Linked DNA regions of Mus musculus: regions 2 and 3 are each linked to region 1. The links are chromatin contacts, called in public Hi-C maps. All regions are on one chromosome and are shown on one strand. Each heading gives the region's core, a stretch centred on a gene start, on an enhancer-like site or on the middle of the called end of the contact. The rest is flanking DNA. Distances are from core to core; before and after follow the strand shown. Region 1 holds the start of A230028O05Rik (RIKEN cDNA A230028O05 gene). Region 2 overlaps Lpp (LIM domain containing preferred translocation partner in lipoma). Region 3 overlaps Lpp (LIM domain containing preferred translocation partner in lipoma).

What was found. Hi-C and Micro-C count contacts between places; a contact is called where the count stands out from the background.
Region 2: a contact with region 1 is called in a Hi-C map of liver, with 5 times the contacts expected there. The contact joins the enhancer-like site here to the promoter of A230028O05Rik in region 1. A contact is called at or near these places in 1 of 39 promoter capture datasets (the C10 cell line), 1 of 15 datasets of contacts at CTCF or cohesin (large pre-B cells), 29 of 484 Hi-C or Micro-C datasets (the 3T3-L1 cell line, the AML12 cell line, B cells and 21 more), 21 of 115 datasets of contacts at active chromatin or transcription factors (the NIH/3T3 cell line, Th17 cells, acute myeloid leukemia and 15 more) and 1 of 9 other capture datasets (embryonic stem cells).
Region 3: a contact with region 1 is called in a Hi-C map of CD8 T cells, with 4 times the contacts expected there. The contact joins the enhancer-like site here to the promoter of A230028O05Rik in region 1. A contact is called at or near these places in 1 of 15 datasets of contacts at CTCF or cohesin (large pre-B cells), 7 of 484 Hi-C or Micro-C datasets (B cells, CD8 T cells, Th1 cells and 4 more), 8 of 115 datasets of contacts at active chromatin or transcription factors (astrocytes, bone marrow-derived macrophages, craniofacial prominence and 3 more) and 1 of 9 other capture datasets (embryonic stem cells).

The regions. Positions count from the first base shown.
Region 1 is chr16:25,057,960-25,061,662 of GRCm38.p6, reverse strand. It overlaps A230028O05Rik (RIKEN cDNA A230028O05 gene), which reads right to left and starts at 2,024. Exons shown (of 3, transcript NR_040374.1): 1 at 1,860-2,024.
Region 2 is chr16:24,516,078-24,519,780 of GRCm38.p6, reverse strand. The region is part of intron 3 of Lpp (LIM domain containing preferred translocation partner in lipoma); the gene reads right to left. Among named protein-coding and RNA genes, the nearest start is that of Gm24440, 110 kb to the right of the region's middle. Within about 2 kb of position 1,965, at least 40 of the 459 cell types and tissues checked have an H3K27ac peak or open chromatin away from gene starts, as enhancers often do. A contact at or near this core is called in Th1 cells, Th17 cells, fibro-adipogenic progenitors and 2 more, where this site is marked.
Region 3 is chr16:24,537,490-24,541,192 of GRCm38.p6, reverse strand. All of the region lies in intron 3 of Lpp (LIM domain containing preferred translocation partner in lipoma), which reads right to left. Among named protein-coding and RNA genes, the nearest start is that of Gm24440, 130 kb to the right of the region's middle. Within about 2 kb of position 1,977, at least 19 of the 459 cell types and tissues checked have an H3K27ac peak or open chromatin away from gene starts, as enhancers often do. A contact at or near this core is called in CD8 T cells, where this site is marked.

The DNA.
Region 1 (3,703 bases), core at 775-3,274:
TTCTACGTTCTGAAAGGAACTTGAAATGTTTTTATATTTTCCTAGGAGCTCTGAGCTTCCCAAAATGTGGGCTTCTTGGGAAACTTGTAGTGAGAATTCTGAAGATGTGCACAGTGAAAAATATCGGGCAAGGCCAAACATCCAGTTAAGGTGGGAAGTGGGGACTCGTCCCCAAACAGGCGGTGCGCTTCTCTGGAGTCTAAGGCCTCTTTTATAACACCTAGTGACAGTTTTTCTGTGTAGGTGCTGAGAAGCATAAGAAGAGCTGTGGTGAGCTACTTCTTGTGGAATCAGAGTATTAAGAAATCCCGGGAAAACTTGTCAAAAAGAAAATGCGGCTTTTCCTGCCCTGAGGCTATCTCAAGGGAGGAAGAAGAGAGTATATGGAAGCCTGCCTCCAGAAGACTGGTGAGAACAGAAGGGTTGGCCAGCCCCAGGACAGCCCTCAAGGCAAGCTATGACTTTTACCAAGCCAGACACTCACATAAAGGCCCTCAGTAAGGTGACTACATAAAATGCAACCCAAGCCAGACATTTTAGCGTGATGAAGGAAGCTATTCAGGACTCCAGGCTGTGGTGGCACACACCTTTAATCCCGTCACTAAGATGGCAGAGGCAGGCAGATCCCTGAGTCAAAAGCCAGCCTGGTCTACAGAGCGAGTTCCAGGACAGCCAGGGCTACACAGATAATCCCTGTCTATAAATTATATGTAATTATTATAAAATATATGTAATATTAGATAGATAGATAGATAGATAGATAGATAGATAGATAGATAGATAGATAGATAGATAGAAGGCCTACCTAAACAAAGAGAAGGCAAATCAAGAAGGGTGGGTGCTGGGTGGCCTTTGCCATCGGTGTTGATATTGACAAGGAATGAGTTCTACCCATGGAGCAATAACTATATAATAACTTATATCCCATACAAGAGACTTAACACAGGCACAAAGGGACTGGTTATCTGGAGGACATTAGTAAATCTCTCAGAAAAACTGAAAGAAGGCAGCAAGAGAGGTGGGGGCACCCAAGTTGAGATTTGATGGCTACAGAGGAACTGAGGCATGGCAGTAGGAAGTCAGGCAGAGGTCATCAAGCCCAGAAACTAGCCTCTGTGGGATGCTCAGGGAAAGGCAGGGTCAATCGGATATGCCTGCCATAGACCGCGGCAAGAATGACATGGGCACCCCGGGCTGGGTTTGGCCTACTGTGTAGACAAGCTGACATCTGTTTCTAAGTATGATTCGCCAAGTCAATTCTCCCCTCCCCGGGTTTGCTTTGTCTCTGCTGGGCAAGTGGTCTTCTCTCTCCATCAAGGACTCTCATCTGAGGAAGACACCACTTCCGGGTTTCACTACCAAATTCTCCCTGAGTCTCTAGCCACGGAGAAATGGGTTTGGATGATCACAGGAAGTACCTTTTTGGCAGTCCAACATGGCCAGAAATCTGAAGGGGGTGGATTTTAGTGGCTCTCCCTTTTTGATATTTCGCCTTTGGGAGACTCTTTCTCTGCTTACTTTCCAGGACTTACAAGTCCGGAGTTCCTTTGGACTTTAGAGACCTTAGGCTTTTAGAGACCTGAAGGTCACAGGATCAAAGAGGGACTTTCTCCTTTGGTCCTTAAGACCAACTGGTGAGGTAGGTTGAGAACAGGTAACAGTTAACAGGCAGAGAAAGGATTGACAGCTGCTGCCAGGAGCTCATCAGCCAGGCTTTGTATATGGAGCACCGTAAGCTTTCCAGCAGGAAGGAGGGGAAGGGTAGAAGGAAGAGGAGTAGCAAGCAGAAAGGGGGAGGAGCAGAATAGTGCCGAAGGACTAAACTAGAACTTTCTTCTTCGCCCCACCTCCAAACTTACCCCTCCCTCGCAACCCAGGGGGGAGAAAATGGGTCTGAGGCTGTGCGGTTGGGAAGGGCGGAGGGTAACATCTTCACAGATGCTGCAGCTTGGCCCTGCAGGGCTGCTGGGCCTTTGAAAGGCCACTTGTAAACTCTTGGTTCCGAACAGAAAGGCAGCCGGGAGGAGCTGGGGCGCGGGCAGGGGGAGGAGACCGGTCTGCCTTCAGTGCCTAGAAATCAAAGCAGCCAACCTTGGGCTTTTTCTTTCCTTCACACTGAGGCACTTTTATTGGCGAGATGAAGGGAGGCAGAGAGGGCCTACAGCCCTCGCTTCGCTTTTGGAGGTTAATGACCCAGTTAGCAGCTCTTGGCTGAGTTTCCGACATTTTGCAGACATCAAGCCCCGCGCCTCTGCCAAGTACATTCTGTTCCCTGGAGCCCATCCAATGCATCTCAGATTACTATGTAATGCGACAAAGAGGGAGAGGCGGCTGGGAGGGGCCCGGAGAGCTGGGCGGGGTGAGCGGGCGGTAGCCCCGAGAGCGGGACGCAGAAGCCGGCTGGCGGGGAAGAGGATGCCACTCTAAATACAGCTGCTCCAGGGGAGTCGCATCCCTCGAGGGGCTTCTTAGCTGGAGAGGGAGCCCGAAAGGAGGGTGGACAGGCCCTGTCCTCCAGGAATCCTGCCCCGTAGAGCCCGGCACGGTCCAGAACGCAGATGGGGGTGGGGAGAACAACCGGAGACCCGACAGGACAGCGGGAGGAGGAATCCAAGGGGCGGGCCTAGGGGCTCGGCTCCGCCCCTCCAGGCTGCCCCAGGCCCGTCCCAGCAGCTCCAGGGGTGAACAGCCTGCTGGCTAATTATAGACCTGAATGGAAAGCGGCGCTTTTGAATGATCTTGTTGCTCGCACTGCCTTCAGAGTCTGAGGAGCAGGTGCGGCCCTGCTATATACAAAGTGATTCATTTAAAAGCCCTCTGTCACGTACGCTCACTTACTGACACACAGGAATCCTTGTGCGCTCCACCACCCAAAGGATTCCAGAACTGGCTTAAAAGAACTTGAGCTCAGGGCAGAAACCAAGCGACTATTGGAACAACTTCACCACTCCTTAGTAGTCTCGCAGAGTAGATGAGAGAGGGTACTAGGCCTTTCTCAAAATGTTGAAAAGTAGGGTCTTTGCAATTTACAGCTGGAGAAACGGAGGCTGAGACAGAGTTTTGAGACGTGTCTGTGAGAGCGGGAAGTCAGTGTGAAGCTAAAGAGAAGCATGGGGTCCTGCCAGCCCCTTCCTCTGCCTGCCCAGACTGGAGCTTAACGTCTCCCATCCTGAACCTCTGGCACGGAAGAACACCCCTCCTTCTAGAATACCCCTCTTTCCTGAGTGTGGCACCTACCCGTTGCACCTCCCATCCCTGAATCCCACCAGTAAACCAGCTGAAGCCAGTTCCAGGCCTAGGAACTGGCAATCATGCCCATTTTCCCTAGTGTTCTGTATGAGTCAATCTGTTACGGCTCTGTCAGCACAATGCCCTGTGAGGAACTACAGAGGGGGCAAAACTTCCTTCCCTGTCAGCGTCTTACACCCACCTCGGGTTCACACTCACAGCTAGCCAAGACTTTCCATGACCTTGATGACCAACTGCAGTCTGCATAAGCACAATGGAGCCTCATGCCCATTTGATGGAGTCCTTGAAGAGTCTTGGAGGGAGGAAATGACTGGCTCATGGTCATCTGATGGTGAGTCTGTATGGAGAGAGCCCAAAGTGGGCCTGTCTGCATCCTGAGTTGAGGTCAACACACTTACTTCTTTCTTAGATCCGACCACAAGCCCACTCAGTCACAGAGAAATATTGCTGTGAG
Region 2 (3,703 bases), core at 716-3,215, 540 kb after region 1:
AAGGCCTCTCTTCGTCACAAGCCATCCACTGAAAGGGACAGTAACTACAATTGTATATATTTGCCCAGCTGCAAAAATCACAAGCTTTGGGCAAAGCAATGGACATCCACTTCCAAACAAGAGAAAAGGAAAGGTTTTCCAAAGGTCTAAGGGAGCTTATCTAATGTGGCACCTGCATAAGGTGACTAAATAAAATATGTCACTCTTTCTCTAACTAATGTTATCTTGATTAAAACAGCATAGGCTACCATGGTTTATCATGAATTTTCTCTACAATATCAGTTCTACATGTATGAACTCTATCCTTCACCAAGTTCTTTAACAAAAATACTGCTATGCTCCAGCCTACTGCATGAGGTGATGTAAAATACTTCAAATTCCCCTCCAGTAAGAATATGGTCCTGTGTCCCTACCTGGGCTTAAGGGACTTCCAGGGAGCTGTTACTTATAATGGAAGTGACATCCTGATGCATCACAATGCATGCAATACATAATGCAACATCGCAGCAATTAAAATACATTTTGAAGAACATCAAATGACATAGAAGATTAAAATAGCAATATCATGTACAGGAAACAGAACAAAAGCAAATGAACATAACGTGTAGCTTTTTCTTTTGGGTGGACTGGCGTCCAGGTGTACTCCTGTGTCAATTTTCTGAAAGAAGCCTAGGCAACATAATTGCCAAGATGGGTTGATCTCACTTTGCCAAAAATCAAAGTTGTTTAAAACAGCAAAGAGGAAGGAATGCTTGCAGAGAACACCCGAGGACTGAGTCACGTGACCCACTCACAGAGAAGCTGCTGCTGACTGCCACCTGTAATGGAGCAGTGTACAACAGCTCAGCGGGACAGAGAGGGCCCTGACTCTGTTTCCTGCTTCCCTCTGGAGTACGAAGTCCATTCACTTTGCTCAGACATGGAGGAATTTTTTTTTGCTTGTTTGTTTGTTTGTTTGTTTTTTCTAAAAGGACACCAAAACGTTGATTCCCTTCTCTCCTTAAAGTTCTAACAACTCTGCTTCAAAACAGAAACCTGCACACTATCAATCACCCTCCTGGGCCCCTTACACCCCATCCCTACAGAAGCTGTTCAGGAGGTCTGACTGTTGCTCTTGTCAAGAACTCACAAGGCCTATTATTGTCATAAGAGTCCTATGAGCCCCAATGAGGATGTCCAGCATAGGCACAGATTCTATGATCTAGAAAGGATGTCAGTTACAGAGATTCCAAAGCCCTTAAAGACCAAGGTACCACCAAGGGAGAGCCAGTCAGCTCCTCAGCACAGAGGACTTCAGACGCCTGCAGTCTGGCTGCTCTCTCTGTGTGAGCCACTGAGCCTGACTGTGCTGCGATCCTGCCCCTTTACCTGACAGATTTTTTTCATTAGAGTTTACTGAGGCTGTGCTCCCCACTAAGAAAGAGAAATTCTACAGTTTTCAAATAAGAAAAATGGCATTGCAAATTACAATGAGACCTCTACATGGTGTGCACAAAGAGACCAGAGAGGGTCCTGTGCCAGGGCAGGGACAATGGCTTCCAAAGCACCTAAACTCACTATCTGTCAGGTCTGCACTTTTTGATAAAGAATTAATTGATTCTGACAAAAATCTAAGGTGTCCCTGAGATGTAAGGCCTACTTTATTGTACAGAGACATGCAGTTTGCTGAGGGCTTGAGGTCAGAAGAAACAGTGGGTTCATAAAGGAAACACTGACGCCTATGGAAAGAGCCTCAGGACCACTCTTAAGGCCAAGTGTCCTTATGTCCTCAGTCTCCTGCCATGGTGTGTGTCTCACACACACACACACACACACATACACACACACTCACACGAACGTGTGTGCCACTGGGCAGAGGGGTGAGAGAGCAGCAGGTCTGGTCGGGATGCAGAGCCTCCTTGCTTCCCCTGTTCCTGCTCTAGCTTCCTCTCCAGCTGGGACCACACCCTCCCCATGACCTTTGCGGCCTTCTCCTCCTTCTCACGCCCTCAGAGTGTCTTTCTCATTCAGACACATTAAGCACTATGTAACTCAGTGTGAATTCAAAATCAGGACATTTTCAGAATTACCTAAGAAGAATTTCGAAATGCTAATATTGTAGTCTACACCCAAACGATGTAGAAACAGAGAATGGATCAACCACTGGCTAACATTTTGAGAATCGAATAGGCACTCCTGGGTTTTCTATAAGCAATTTATGATTCGCCATGTAAACCATCATTTTACTCAGTTTCTAATGGGAGAAGCCCCTCTGCTTCCCTCAAGCTTCCAAACATGGACTCTCTTAAATACTCTCACCCACTGTACCAAGGAAAGAGTGCCTCCTCTCCTTGGATTTCTTACCCCATGACAGACTCTAAGAAGATACTTGGGAGGGAGACCCAGATTTGATACTGAAGACTTACGTCCCACCTTTGGCACAGAGGAGTGTTTATTTCTGCTTGGGGGTTAATCCTTGCACCACAGACCTTGACATCGTTACATAACATTTGTTTGCTCAAGTCTCAGCAATCTAAGTGTGTCCTTCGTTTGAGGTTGCATCAATAGATTTGCCAGCCTAAATTACAGAGCAAATGACATCAGTCTCTGCTCAGATAAACCACCCCAGTTTCCTCACTTCTAAACTGGCCCTGTCCTCCTGTTCCAGACTGCTGTTGTTTTTTTGTTTTTCTCCTAAAGAACTGTATTGACATTGGAGAGTGAGGAGGGCAAGAAGCCAAGCAATATCAGAGCATCTCCTACCCTCTGCCTTTCCCTTTCTATTGGGATCCCTCTGTTCTCCACAGGAAGGGAAGGGGCATGAGTTACTTGATTGTGTAGAAGGGCAAATGCAAGGCAGTCCCTTACTCCAAACCTTGAGACTCATCTGACTACTTGGAGTGCATACTCCCTTATCTTCCAGGCTGCAGGATGGACAGATGTAGCCCCTTAATGTGGAGGGAATGCCTGGGAGAACGTCAAATGGTTGCCATGTTGGCAAGCCCACTGAGCTGAAAGACTTAAAGACCTCTCTACAGTGCCTCTCTGCCTGGCATCTGCATCAGCTTTAACTGGTTTACAGTAAGTACAAAAGAACAGAGAAAGAACAGCAAATGGAACTTGAATGAGGATTGGTGGCCAACTGTTGGTGAGATGCAGGACTCTCAGTATGTCTCCTGCTCTAACACACACTGAATGATCACTGCCTCATACCTCCATGCTTCCACTGTTGCTCTTGCTCCTGGATAGCCTGGCATGGCCTTCCCACATCCTTTCCTGTCCCCATCCCAACCCCTCACCTTCTCACGTGCAGCCAGTTTCTGGAATTTGTTCTTTAAATGCTCCCTGCAAATCACCTCTTCCAAGTTTCTGTCCTCTGTCACTCTGAGGTCACACAGACATTCTAAATCTAATGTAAGTCCAATGTCGACAGGACTGAGACCTCCTGAATTATCAATGACTAAGTCCATTCATTTCCAAATCATCCTTTCCAGCCCTCTTCCATTCAGCCAAGTTAACAAACATTTACTGAGATCTTATGTGCCAGGTCTCTTATATTTTGTGCTGGCTAATTTCATGCCAACCTGACACACAAATGAAGTATCTGAAAGAGGGAAATTTCAATGGAGAAGATGCCTCCATAAGGTCCAGCTGTAAGACTCTTCTTAATCAGTGACTGATCCGGAGGACCCAGCCCGATGTGGATGGTGCCATCCCTGGACTG
Region 3 (3,703 bases), core at 728-3,227, 520 kb after region 1:
TCCAAGCTTTTTAGAAGCAATTGCTTACCACATTTTCAGTGTTCCTTTTCACACAGCTAGAATTAAAGTGGATTTTACCACACAACTACTCCAGTGCCCTTCCCCGCCCCCTCCAAAGTGAGGACAGAAGAGGGTTATTGGCCTATGACCAGCAAAATCAAACATATGTGAAAAAAATCTATTAATTTAGTGTTTATAGATTGCATGTATCAGCATGAGACAGATATCCTTTACAACTTAAGGAATGGCAACACTTTCGCAAGAAAAAAGATACTGGCCAACTCAGAGGAAGAAACGAATGCTCAGTGGCAAAGAGCAGTTTGCCCGTAGGGACACGACACACAGCAAATAGCAGGTCCTAGAAGCAAACGAGGGTCTGAGCATTGCAGCTCACAGGAATGCCAGCATCTTCCACTCTGTTCTACAGGAGAATCAAGGCTTCAGATACTACTGAAAGTGAGGCTGTGCATGAGTAGACTTATAGAGCCAGGCAGCTAAGGTAGATCCTGGAGGGATGGCCTCTGAACAAGACCACACTGTGTCTGGTTTCAGGGTACCCTTAGCTGAATCACAACTCTTGAATTCACTGACAAAAAATTATATTACAGAAAACTTGGTCCCTCACCAAGTTCTAGGCTGCACACTACATGATAAAGAGGTACATAATGAAAAGTTGAGAATCTCTAATCCAGAGAACACTTGGCTCATTATAAAGTATAATAAAAATAAAATAACAGCCGGATGGTGGTGGCGCACGCCTTTAATCCCAGCACTTGGGAGGCAGAGACAGGTGGATTTCTGAGTTCGAGGCCAGCCATCGAAACATCGGTTTCGTCTGAGATGAAGCTGGTTCTTCCACTATTGCCCTACATCCTCCGACAGATAGGTACATGAAAGGCTCACAACACGGGAGAACCGAGGATAATCTAGACTGGAGGCTTTAGATAGAACGTCTGAGCAGAGGTGAGAGCTTACATGTGCACGCAGCATCCTTTTCTTTCTCCTTCCCACGGAGGGGTGGGAGGCTCTGTATTTTGAAAGACTCTTTATCAGGAGCTGGGTTGACAGGGACACCTGATGAGAATAGTAATTAAATCAAGAAGTAAAGAAACACTTGCATCTATGTTCTTTATTTTTGGTAGCTGTCTTTTGAAAAATGAGTTACCTTCTCTTTCCCAGCAAATATGGGGTAGCTTCACAAAATATTCTCCTTTTCAAAGTATTTTAGTTTATCAACAACCCAGCTGGATACCTTGAATGCATGTGTGGACTTCTGGGCAGTGCCGAGGATATTAGCAAGAGAAAAGTCTCAGTCTCTTCTTTCAAAAAGCCAAAATCTGATCCTGTGGCCAAGCACAAAATGTTGTGATTTTTTTTTAAGTCAGCAAGTTATGTTCTCAATTATGAAAATACCAAATGCCAGATTCTTCTCCAGTCCAAGCAATAATATGAAAGCAGCCAATTCTCCTAAATCAGAATATTTTTAATGAAAATTATGACTGTTGGAGCTTTCCCTTCCAATGCCAATATTATTAGAACTCAGAATAAGAACACAGGTCACTTTCCTGTTCTCTGTAATTCTCCCCAGGCTCGGACCAAACACTGTTCAACAGACACAGAGCACAAGCCATACCCATGATTTTGAAATCTCTAGTAACTTTTAAAAATGTTAAAATTTTACTTCAAAAATATATCCAAAATATCATCCTTTAAACACGTAGCACTAGCCAGGTTTCAAGGACTCGAGAAGAGCAATGGCAACAGTGGCTGTTACACTGGACAACACATCTCCAACTCTCTACTGCCTGCCCCGTCCCAGCCTACAAGCAGAGCACAGCATCTGTTGAAGATGAAGAGATAAATTTTATAATTGTTCTCACAATTCAGACATAGTTTCTCTCATTGTACACCTTAGGACCAAAAGCCTGCAAGGCATTGTGATGGCAAATTGTCATGGTTACAAAATTGTTCCATGCCACATGAAAAGATGAGGAAAGCAAACAAGACCAAGGGGTAGAGACGAAGAGGCAGTCAACCCACAGATGCAGATAGCATCGTGCTTGAGACTTGGGTTTTTACCCTGAGGCCTTTTGTGGCTTGAAACCATGTTATTGATCTAGCTCTAATCGCTACTCTTTCTTCTTGCCAAGCCTCTGTGCATCCTTGGAAAACAGCACCAAGTAGGAAAAGTTCAACAACATTATGAAGGCTCAATGCATAAAGATACTTAAAGCATTGTGAAAACCTCTTTTATCCATTTTATCTGGGGACCCTGAATAAAGAAATTTCTATGCCCTTGTCCAAACAGCATTCTCTCCATCACCCTCCATCATGTCTTCCTGTTCCATGGGATGAATGGTGGACATCCATTAAGCCATAAATACCAAGGAGTTGATAGTTGCAGAAGTCAGTGTGAAAGAGAGATGCCTTTCACTACTTCTTATATTCTCTACTATATGCCTTTCCACTGGAGACTCTTTTTTTTTTGTTTTTTGTTTTTTGTTTTTTGTTTTTTGTTTTTTTTACCAGACTCCAGTCCCTGTGTTATTTACTAAGTAGGTGCACACAAACTCAAGACTAAAATTGATCTCATCCATCAAATGGGCTCAGGATTGAGGCCATAAGCACAAAGCTTCAACATGCTTTTTAGATATGAATCATATACTCTATTAAGGTTGGCAAGCCATGTGCTTTTGATGTTGGGAAGCCATGTGCTTCTGAGTCTTGGCTCTCCATTATGAGTCAGTATGAACACTAGCCCATAATTTGCAAAGGTGTCAAAATGTTAACAGTACAAGAGTCTTTCACTTTACTATAAAATAAAACAAAGCAAACATGGTCACCCCTAAGGTTAATACCACCAGTCATAGGTCTCATTGAACCCATAGACTCACTGACATGAAACAATAAAAAAAAAAAATCTTTTACTCAAAAATAGACAACTCATCTAATCATGAGAAAGCATTAAGCAAACAATAATCAGTAGATTCTATGATGTGCCAGGCCTTGAAACAAGGCACTTTTCATGTATAAAGGTCATAAAACATGGGAAAAGTCTGTACTAAGTTAAAGACATGAGGAGAAAGTACAGAAGAAAATTCCTAATTGAATCCTATTGCACAAAATGCACTAGTGAATAAGAACAAAATTTGTAGTCACAATAGTCATGCTTCCCCATGTCAATTTCTGAGCTCCAATAAGCAAACCTTACTCATGTGAGTTAGTAACATGAGAGAAAGCTAGGGAGGTACATACTGTTCTGTGTCTACAACTCATCAGCACCAACAGGGAAATGTGGCGGAACACACTCAAACCACCTCCAGACCAGTGAAAATGCCCTCAGGCAGAGAGCAGGGGGGATAGAGCATCACACAGTGTCAACTTAGGCTTTGCTTTTCTCATAAAAACTAAAAGCATTTCAATGATTCACTGAAAGTAGATAGTTAAATAGTTTTTGAAATAAATAAATAAATGGATGTGAAAAGCCAACATTGCCCCCATCACCATCAGAAAAATTGATCATTGTAAAATTCTCATTTCTACTAATTAGTAAAATACTTAATTGTTTGAGCTGGCAACAATCAAATAATGATCTTTGCACAGCTGGGCCTACTGGTACATACACACCTGTAAGCCCAGCTCACAGAATGCTGAGGCAGAAGGATTTGTTTGAAGCAAGACGAGGCTAAACAGTGAGTGTTTG